2 separate regions of the Triticum aestivum genome follow, and region 1 is linked to region 2. A link is a contact called in public Hi-C data. All regions are on one chromosome and are shown on one strand. The core of a region is the stretch at or near the end of the contact, and the rest is flanking DNA. Distances in the headings are between cores, read along the strand shown. Region 1 holds the start of LOC123163142 (E4 SUMO-protein ligase PIAL2). Region 2 holds the start of LOC123160306 (proline iminopeptidase).

Region 1 (5,539 bases), core at 1,699-4,198, 350 kb before region 2:
TTCCGCGGCGGTCGTTGACGCAGGCGTGATGGGGACGAGATCCGGCGGCGGCGCTCCAGATCTGGTGGTCTGGAACGAGGTGCCAGCAACTTGGCGGTCGTTGACGCGGGCGTGATGGGGACAGGAACCGTCGGTGGCACTCCGGATCTGGTGGTCTAGAACGGGGTGCCAGCGACTTGGCTTCACATCGGCCTGCATGCATATGCACTCCATAGAATTAGAACGAGACGAGGAAATGAGAGAGAGAGAGAGAGGACATGACAAGACGGGATCCGGCGGCTGCGCTCACTCAGGTGGAACGGGGGCACCAGCGATTTTGGAGGCTTCACATCCGGGCCTGCATGCAGTCACCCGATTGAACACGCCGGCAACCCGGGAACGAACTTCGCCGAGCAGCCGTCTCATAGCGCTTAAATGTCGTTGGCTACGCATATCGGTGGAAGCACGGGATGAGAAAGAGAGATGGAGCGAGAAGGGGCAAATTGCGAATCGCTGCGAGAAAGGGAAAGAGGAGAGGGGTCGGCTCGGCTGGCTTGGCTCCCTCTTCGCTCCGCCCACACGGAGTCCACCGGTCAGAGAGATTTGAGAGAGGATGAGAGATGGAGCGAGAGAATAGGAAAGATGGATGCAGATGCATCCTGGTGGGGGCGAATGGATAAGCCAGCGATGGAGACGAATGGATAAACCAACGGTGGAGCCATGGAGGTACACATGATGGGCCTGATGGGTGTACGTGTAGGTGCGTGTAGGCCGCTCAGCCGCACGGGAGTTATAATATTTTCTTGTGTTTGGACCAAGACTTAATAGTGCAAAAAAAATATTGAGAATGAAATATAATCTTCCAAATAGAGCAAACCTACCATTAGAAAAAAAAACTACATTATCAAAATCATTAGAATTCAAATCTTTTGGTAATTTCGTAAAATACTTTAAATGAATTATTAAACACTCGAAGATGTTCACGACGGAACAAACATATGCTGCCTCACCGCGATTGCTCTTTTTCTTCCGAGCTTTGGGAGGCTCCCTGCCATATGGATGTAGATGATCAAGAAGAGTTCAGAAAAGCCAAGTCCGTTTTTTCTAAAAAAATAAAATTACTTTTTTGCCACTTGAAACGTGGTTAGGGCACGTATAATGCGGGCACTGGGAATAAAATACTGGCAGATTTTGCATCGTCCTGGCAACTTTCCTGGTATCAACCCATAACCTAGAGTCGGACACTAAAAAAAGTATACGCAATGTAGCTGCTAGGGCCGTATGATTGTGCATGTTAATTTGCTTGGGATTCTAAATGCTCTTGTGTTGGAGCCGGCCTTAGTGGTTGTTTGGATACAGGGAATTAGAAGTAGGATTTTAGAAAACGAGTTTTTAGAGAATTTTTAGGAAAACCAGTTTTGGTTAGTTATTCTGTTAAGGTAAGCACGTACAATACTTTGTTTGGATGAGAAAAATAAGAAAGCATGGATACGCAGCTCCATCACACAACGACTTAGTCAAAATTCCAATACGTTCCTTCGGTCGATCTATTGAGCTGCTGGCGCTTAGCGGGAGCGTCTCCGTCGAGCGCTCCTGTCAGCCTCGCTGCGGCCACTTCCCCAAATACGGCGACAGAGACAAGGGCGCTGTCGGTGGCGACGGTGATGACAACGAACCAGGCTGCCGGCCATGCAGCAGTATCCTCTGTGCGCCGCTGGGATGACTAGGCAGGGGGCAGTGCTTACGATGTGATGCTGTTCGCCGTTCGCGTACGCTGGGGAGATCAGGTTGTAGCAACCGTCGGTAAGACGAACACATCGACTATGGCATTCTGTATTCCGCGGCAGCTCCCGGCTCCCGCCTCGCCAAGTCACCATGCCATACGGCGACGGGCACGTTCAAGCCACGAACGGCAAGCTCGCCGAGCCTCGCCGACTTCCAGCGTAAACTTGCTGATGCCTGTAGAGCACATCGCGACCCTTGTGCTTCGTCACCGTGTCACACGACGAAGGCCATGTCCGGGCCAGAGCGGCGAGAGCTCGCTGAGCCGCACTGACTTCCAGCGTCGCCTCGCTTGTGCCTGCAGAGGACGTGGCGGCGCTATGATGCGTCGTCGTGCGACACGACCACGACCACGTCTGGGCCCCGAGCGGCGAGCTCACCCACTCGTCGGCGCCTCGCTCATGCCCGAAGAGGATTGCGGACGTCGTCGTCGGCAGAAGGAGGAGCACATCGGCCATGGCACCATGCGCTCTGTATGTGGCCACCGTATTCATAAAACTGGTTTATATAAAAACGCCAAATAGTCGTTTTTCTATAAGCTGGGTTTTTGAGGTTTTGTAGAACTCAGTTTTCTTTATCCATGATTCAGTTAGGCGATCCAAACAAGATGTTTGGTTGTTACAACAGAAATTGCGTTTAACTAGAGCTAGTTCTCTATAATCTTGCTATCCAAACAACCCCTTAGAGTGATATTTTTAACCTCTTCATCTGTTGGTCATTATCTATTATGATATCCATGTATAATAAGTGATTCCACATGAGTTTGTCAGTTAATGCTAGCCTACATAGATAGTGTGTTAGGTGGTGGATCAGTGCATCATCTTGGGATTGATCACATTTGGGTTCATTGTGATCACGTAGACATCACAACTATCATGGACAAGGGCGGGAAAGAGGATAAGCTTCGAAACGGCAAAGGCGTGTGATATTGATTTTCACCCGTTGCAACGCACGGGCCTTTTTTGCTAGTAAAATAAAAAAAAATACTAACAAGGAAAAACAATATACGTACCAGCTGGCAACCGACGTGTGCGAAATCCCTCCCACGAACCGCCCCCAGATCGCTCGCTGACGCGCGGGCCCGACGGCCCCCCACCGCTCCGCCTCCCAACTGCCCACCGAGAAGTCGAGAACCCCGCGCGTATTCCCAACATTTCTCTCCCGTAAATAAACTTCTCCTCCCCGTCATCCACACGCCACACTCCCCCGTCCCACCGCGCCACCCACCTGCCCGCAGCGGTTCCGCTACGGGTACTCGGCATTCCTCCCCGCCGCCTCGCCTCCCCTCCTCTCCCCTCTTCCCGTGGAGAGACAGACACGCGGCCGCCAGCCAGGCCGAGGCATGTCCGGCGGCGCCGCCCTAGCCTCCCAGCCCCAGCCCTCCGCGCCCCCGTCGCAGCCGCAGCAACAACAGCAGCAGCAGCAGGCCAGGGAGCAGCTGAAGAAGGCGGTGGAGATGAACGCGGTCCGCCTGCAGGCCATCGGCGAGCGGATCAGGGGCCACTTCCGCGGCGGCTCCTACGCGCTCGCGCCCGCCGACCTCTCCCACCTCGTCTACGCCCTCGCCAGGTCCGCCCCTCCCCCCACCCGCATTATCCCGCTCTCCCCGTCCCAGCCTCCGTCCCCCCTAATTCTCCCTAGGGTTTTTGGCCGCGGCGTCGTGGCGCAGTGGCTCTTCGCCTAGTTTTTTTTTCCACCGTGCGTGCGTGCTTGCAGGGGGATCGATTACGCGCTGTCGGGCGGTGACATTCCTAAGATCGCGAGTGAGATACCAGACACTCTGAGAAAGGTAAAATTGCGTCTGTCCCCTTCCTCGGCCGGACAAATTCCCCTTGTTTTGTTCCGCGCAGTCTTCTCAATTTCTGTTGTCTTTTGGCCGGTTCGTATAGTGGTGAAACGGACATGGCAGTTTCTGCTGGCGAGTCTAATTATTAGACCATAACCGCCCTTCCTTACTCATGATTCACTGCTCGTGTGACTCACTACAGCAGTTACTAGTTGTGATCACCTTAATGCATTATAGAAGTGGAACACGCATTTGGTGTGACGGCAGTTGAGTTTTTCATTGTAAGCTAGGTATTTTTTACCCTTGGACCTTCTGTGAATGCGCTTCCTTTTGGTCTAAATTGCAATGTTTAGCAAATGGGAGTAACACAATACATATAGGTTGAGAGCGCAAGCTGTGTAATTGTGAGACTTAAATGAATGAATGGTAGATTGGTATCTTTTGTTTTCTCCGAAACATCTCTTTGAGAGGGTCACGGCCTCAGCAGTGTGCTTTGTTGATTCAAGACTTCAAGTACACCAACTTCATAGCATAGAGATAACTAGTTGACCAAAGTTAAGGAAACTCATATGAGAGTCTAACTTTTAACTTAAAAAGTGAAGTGACTTATTTTCCCTTTCAAGTACTATAGTAGCGGACACTCTTTGGAGGATTCTAGTTCCTAATTTCACAAAAAATTATGTTAGATTTGTGATTCTGTTGTTCATATGCCTTTTCTTCTGGTAATAAGTGACCTAATCAAGGGGGTAATATAGTCTTTGCCAGGCATACTTGTTTCTATGCAATACCTGAAACTGCCCGTCTATTCAGGATATGGGTGAATATATTTTGTATTTTCGAACTTATTTAGTTCTTCTGGGGAACACATCCTAACATTGTTATTTTCTAGATTTGTTGTATGAGGTAACTAGCATATGAGCTGTACACTTACGAATTTTGACCTTGAATTATGTTGTCCATTCATTGTGGGTGGATAATTTGTTTATGCGGTAAATTAAGTCGTGGTCAATATTTTGCTTAATTCTGTGCTATTAATTTTAACTCTACCACTATTTACCAGGTATATGAGCTGAGGAAGGATCCATTTCTACAATCTTCTGTCATGGTACTGATCATATCATGCAAGGTAAATCACCTTTCATGCCAGTCATGTGTTAGTACCACTTAGAAACTTTTTCCCAAACCAGAACACAATTACGTACGAGGAATTATCTGTTTATATAGTCTTGTTTCACTCATGTTGGTTTATTTGAAAAGTCCAATTGTAAACAGACTTAGAGAAGAACACATTTTCTTCCGTGACTGCATATATGATTATATGTATCATCAACATATTATTTGCTTCGACCCAATGTTCAGCTGGTCTAAACAAAACCCCAATGTTTTGCTATAAAAACAATTACCATCTATCCATTGATCCTACTCATGTGTGTTAAATTTCTTCAACTGTATAATTTACCTTCGAGTTGCTTCAAGCGATTCAAAGTGTTACATGCATACGTTGATTAGGTTATATGCCAAGGTTACAATTTTTCATGCATCTGTTGATTATGTTATATGCCAAGGTTACAATTTGTCTCTTGAGCTTGTTTTTCAAACATAATATGTGGCTCTCCCACTAAAAAGTTAATCTGTTAATGCACATGCTGTTTTGCAGAATGCTTGTAAAAACAAATGGTTTCAGCCTTCAGATTACATTGATATTCTCAGAATGGCTGATGAGGTGTGTATGAAATGCTTGGTTTCTTCTTTTATGTTCATTGCATATCTGTAGTCTTGGGTGGTGGCATGGCCATATCATCTTACCTAGTTATAATTTATCTTGGCATGAAGCTATCTGGCAGCTTCTGCACGAACAGTAGCGAGCCAGCTAATGACAGCACCGTGCTTGAAATCATTTCAACAGTAATGCCAAGGTAAGGAGGGAATCTCTTTCTCTGGATGCTTACATGTTGCCATCACATTCCCTGTTGTCAGTTTTATGTAAATCTT
Region 2 (5,226 bases), core at 2,156-4,655:
AGATGCTCGAAGACGTGGGGGCCGCCGTCGCGAAGGCCGGAGTGCGGGTACTCGTTGGTCACCCACAGCCGGATCCCGGCGATCTGGGACGCCGTCTCCTTGGCGATGTTGAAGTTGACATACATGTCCTCGTAGTACACCGCGGCGGCCACCGGGACCTGCATGCAATCAGCGTGCCATACATCGCCATGCGTCAGATGAAACGAGCATGCATACCATGGAGGAGGCTGTAATCTTGTTGGGAAGAAGATCAAACCTTGTTGTTGTTCAACACGCTGATATCATACAATGGAGGCCAGTCCTCCTTCTGAGCTAGCAAGTGTGCAGCCTCCTTTAGGGGCCGTAGAGCATTGATCTCATCGAAAAAACAGGGAAACACCATCTGCGTTAAGGAAACAAACACATGTTAGGAATCCATGACAAATCATAAGCAACAAATATCTTGGTACGCAATAGGGTGCTGCTAAGCAGTGTCCTCTTCTATCATTGCACAAGTTCGTCCTGACATGGCTCACCCCAAGGTTACCCAGGTACTGAAAGGGGTGGTGTCTGACTCTCTTTAATAGCTAAACTAGAAAAGTCCTTGCCCTGAATACCATCCCTTCATAAAAGGAGCACTGTCAACCTAAGTTAACGTTGGTAAGATCTTAGCAAGTAGCAAATAAAATGCAACTTTGAAATTTCCAATTGCCACACTTTGGTAACTACGGACTATTCATAGACTGAAAACAGCCTGCAATGTTAGCTTTTCACTTCATGGGTTACTACTTTAGTAAGGAACCATTTTCTTTAAACAAAGGCAAACGCTTTGCCCCATCTCATTATTTAAAGAGTTACAAATTACTACAAACTTGCCAGACAGATCAAAATGCTACAAAGTCTACTCTCAGCGCATGATAGAGCTCAAAATTAGCAGGAACATGACTATAACAAATGACGCTTCCCATAAATATCTGGGCATACCTCTCCAGTAAGATACACAGGACGGCCTTCTTCTGTAGCCTTAACAGGATCAAACAAACTTCCATTTTCATTGAGGATCTTATCGGCTGACCATTTTGATGAAGATCCCTGGATCCATGAATTACAGTAGACTTTAGAAAATGAGTTGCAGTACCAGCTAAACAGATTAAAAAAAAGTATCAAAAGTTACCTCACAGTAAATAGACTCATGCAAGAGAGCATAAAGAGGATTTTGATCAAAACCTACCCACATGTCAAACTGCAGGAAAATATAATGTTAGGTTACCCATTAGACACATAGAACATGGTAATTTTAAAGATCAACATTATATTGGTGATGCTTAGTACCTCTTTCAAGAAGTAATAGCTTATATTCTTTTTCGCACCAGGAACGAGTACAGGATCCCACACTCTCTCGAGTCTGTCCCAGACAATGGCAAGGAGTGGCACAGATCAGAAAGTTACATTATTTTATCAAGTAATGAAGAAAATGCAAAGTATTTCTTACAGATAATGCAGTCTTTCAAATCCTCCAGTGAAACCTAAACCAGATAGTCCAAGGCACTGCAGCATCTTAGGGGTTAACCTGCCACCTGATGGAAGAAGAACCTGATAAAAATATGTTGCATAAGAAACAAGTTTCAAATTCACATGTGAGAGAAAACGCAAAAATAATAAGAATGACTTACTCCTCCACCTTCAGATTCACTCAAGTATCTCACAACTTCATGAACGACTTGTACATCCTGAGGAAACCTCTTATAGTACTTCTCATTTTGCTGCTGAACCTGCTTAAAGCAGGCTCTGTACACAGTTTCTGCAGTGCAAGGCTTTCCTAGTGGTGGAAGCCCTCCGGTTAAAAGGACAGCTTTCAGGCCCTCTGGAGCAAAACTCAAATACGTAACAGCACAAAATCCACCATAACTCTGTAAAGGAGGAAATGGTAGACCGTATAAATAACAATATTGCATTAACGACAATAAATAAGAATGCAAGGCAAATAAGTGCATCAAGGTCACATGATGTTACATACTGTACCTGTCCCAGAATTGTCCAAGGCTTGGCATCCGGTACAACATGCCGACGAATAAACTCTGCATCCTTAACTATGCTATCTGCCCTGAAATGCTTCAGATACTCCACCTGCTCTGCTGCAGATGTTATTTGAGAAAGAGATGATGTTGTCAACGGTGTTGACAATCCTGTTCCTCGCTGAAAGGTAAAAAGAATGTCAGCACAGGAAGACCAAGATGGGTGCAAAAACCGAAGAGTACAGAGTATCTGCCGAAGAAGTTGGAATGTACCTGATCGAGCAATAGCACGCGGTATTCTTCGCATGCCTTCTTTACCCAACCACTCGCTTCCGTGGGACGGGGACTTTCATATCCAGGCCCCCCTTGTAGGTACACCAGATAAGGCAAAGCGGCCTCTTCTTTTCCAGCTGTAATGATACACTTAAACAGTCATGTGGATGCAGAGCATAAAAGAACAGTACAGTAGTAAGTTAAGCACGCTCCCTCAACATGAAATTAGCATGAAGTGTTCCAAGCATATGATGTTGGATACATTGCATTAACTTAAAATTCAGTTCTTCCACGCATGGGCATTGTATCCATACACTCGGCGTCTCGGCCCAGCGTCTCTGCAGCTACACCCGACACGCCTTACCGAGGATTCAGTAAACCAAGCGGGAACTGTGTGTTTTAGCATGGTCGTGCCAGTGGACAGCGCAAAAGGTTCGTCAATGTTTGCATGACTCATTCCCAAATCTACCAAACAATGTTTTACTTCCTACTAGTATTTCCTAAGCATATACTCCTACTACTGATTCCTGGTTGCCTCAGAACAGAGATTAAAAAAGAGAGAGAGATAAAACGAGCACGCGAGATTCTACTTAACCTGCCCACCGATCCCGCAGCGGATGTGCAGGGCCATCTTATCCCCCTAACTCCGTGACCGAGAGGCGTGGCAGGGGAGATGCGAGGGAGGAAGCGGGGAGTACCTGCGACAACCTCGCGGGCGAAGACGGTGATGTGCGGCGCGGAGGGGGAGGAGTGGTCGAGCGGGACGGCGAAGCGGTGGTCGCGGAGGCTGAGGTCCGGCACCGCGTACCACGGCCCGGCCTGGTGCGGCGCGGGCGCGGCGGCGCTGGCGGCCGGCGAGGACGACGACATGGACATCCTCGTCGGGATCCGGTGGCGCGGGAAGCGGAGGCGGACGGCGAGGAAGGCCGGTTGGTGGTGGTGGTGGTGGAGTGCGAGCGCGGCGGCGGTCGCGCAGCGGAGGAACGATGTGACGACGGCCATGCCGCGGCCGTCGATCCTTATTTAACGGCGGCGATTTGTTTGGCTTTTTCCCGATAACGGACCAATCATCCGAAACGTGGACTCTTCTCGTTGGGTTCGAGACTTGCGGTGGGATGCTACACTGAGTGACACTAAGCAAACAGAATTCTAATCTTAAGACCATCTATATAGCTGGACCTCTCAAACTCGACATATACGTCATGATTTTTTTGACCCAGACAGACCCCTCAAATGGTCTTCAAACGCTCGGACTGACCGACACCCCCACATCCAGCCCAAATATGGGGCGGATATGGGGGTGCCCGGACGCACCGGGCACGGCCGCCACGTCGGTCTGACGGCGGGGTCCCACGCGAAAACGCCCGGAAACCCGGCGATCCGATGGACGCCAGGTCCGTCGCTGCGGTGTGAACACCGCGTGGCGCCGGTTCGCCGTCCAAGACCAAATTCGGCTATTTAAGTCGGTCGGCGTCTGGCAACCCTAACCCACCCCCCTCCCCTCTCTTCGTGCCGCCAGTCCGAGCCCATACACCTCCTCCCTCTCCCGCTCCGGCACTCTTTCCGCTGTAAAACACTTCGCCCACGCTCCGGCACTCCGCCATGGTCCGGAGCAAGATCACCTACTATGCCATGCTGACGCCGGAGCGTCGCTCCGAGATCCAGCAGGAGATCCGGGTGGGGCAAGCCGCGCGCACCGCCCGCATCGCTGCGAGGCTGCCTCCGTACTCGCCGGAGCCGGAGAAGGAGGAGGAGGAGCAGCCGGGGGAAGAGGAGGAGGACGAGATGGCTCCGATGGAGGTGGAGGAGCCAGACCAGCAGATGCCCGCCTTCAACTTGGAGCAGACGGAGGCGGAGTTGACCGTTGCCCAGTCCGACGAGATGGCGGAGCAGCAGGCCATCCTGAAGTCCATCCAGGATGAGGCCTATGTGGAGGACAACCGGGCGTTCCTCCGATGGAGCAGGAGTCCAACGCGCTCTTCGCTGAGCTCGACGCGGAGATAGAGGTGGAGGAGGCTGGAGCGGAGCAACCAAAGGCGCCGGAGGAGCGAGAGCTGCAGCTGCCGCCCATGCTGCCCGAGCTGGACACGAAGATCGCCGTGATCTCCAACGAGGAGTAGCTAGGATCGACGTAGTATGTAGGTTCTACTTCTTTTGCATGTCTTTGTATGGATATAAGAATCTAGTATGAGATGTACGAATGCAAGAAGTGAAATTTAAGGCATTGCCCGAGCACTGAACATAAAACGACTTTTGGACAAAGAGGAACAATTTTTAAAAAAACATGAACACATTTTAATACAATGAACAAAATTTCAAAATCCAAACATTTATTGAAAATTGTGAAGAGAATTAAAAATTCCGAACAATTATTTGAAAAATGTGAGGTATGTATTGAAAGTCCGAACAATTTTTTTGAAAATTTGTTTTTTTATTTTATGATAAAACAAGACTGGAAACAGAAAAACCAAAAAAGAAATAAGAAGAATCCAAAAAACCATAAGGAAAAAGGCGGTTCAGAACCTACCGGTAGGTTCCGAAACCGGTCGGGATCCTTCCAAAAGGTTCCCAAAACGGGGATCATCAGACTTTGAAAAAATACGGTAAATGGGCCGGCCCATGTACGAGCGGGTGTGCAGCAGGTGGACAGTTTTGTTGCGGAATGCGAAAAATAGGGTTTGCCTTGCTTTGCGAAATCACCAAGGCGCATTTTTCTTCCTTCATTCGCGTGGGCCACCCCTAAGGCCCAAACTACATATAGCTTTGTCTTTGTTACAGGACCAGCGGCCCGACCCATGTAGCTTTCTCTGCTCCTCAAGACAAGTGCAGACACCCCTCAATAGGACACAAGCGCAGACAAGATCACAAGTTGGTCTAAGAGCAAGTACAATAGTGGGCTATAAGCCCACTTACATGACACTTTTGTTTATGTGAAGGAGAGAGATATTGAAAAAGTGAA

Evidence for each region. A called contact is a pair of places that touch in the nucleus more often than the background predicts.
Region 1: a contact with region 2 is called in a Hi-C map of leaf, with 4 times the contacts expected there. The contact joins the promoter of LOC123163142 here to the promoter of LOC123160306 in region 2. A contact is called at or near these places in 2 of 5 Hi-C or Micro-C datasets (both in leaf).

The regions. Positions count from the first base shown.
Region 1 is chr7B:26,727,716-26,733,254 of IWGSC CS RefSeq v2.1, reverse strand. LOC123163142 (E4 SUMO-protein ligase PIAL2) reads left to right here and starts at 2,948. Exons shown (of 16, transcript XM_044580902.1): 1 at 2,948-3,330; 2 at 3,478-3,550; 3 at 4,608-4,673; 4 at 5,205-5,270; 5 at 5,381-5,463. The coding sequence starts at 3,104. LOC123160372 (a long non-coding RNA gene) reads right to left here and starts at 652. Exons shown (of 2, transcript XR_006480148.1): 1 at 290-652; 2 at 1-192.
Region 2 is chr7B:26,382,210-26,387,435 of IWGSC CS RefSeq v2.1, reverse strand. It overlaps LOC123160306 (proline iminopeptidase), which reads right to left and starts at 3,405. Exons shown (of 10, transcript XM_044578110.1): 1 at 2,966-3,405; 2 at 2,268-2,404; 3 at 2,002-2,175; 4 at 1,653-1,889; 5 at 1,472-1,572; 6 at 1,312-1,384; 7 at 1,154-1,222; 8 at 964-1,071; 9 at 257-382; 10 at 1-158. The coding sequence starts at 3,269.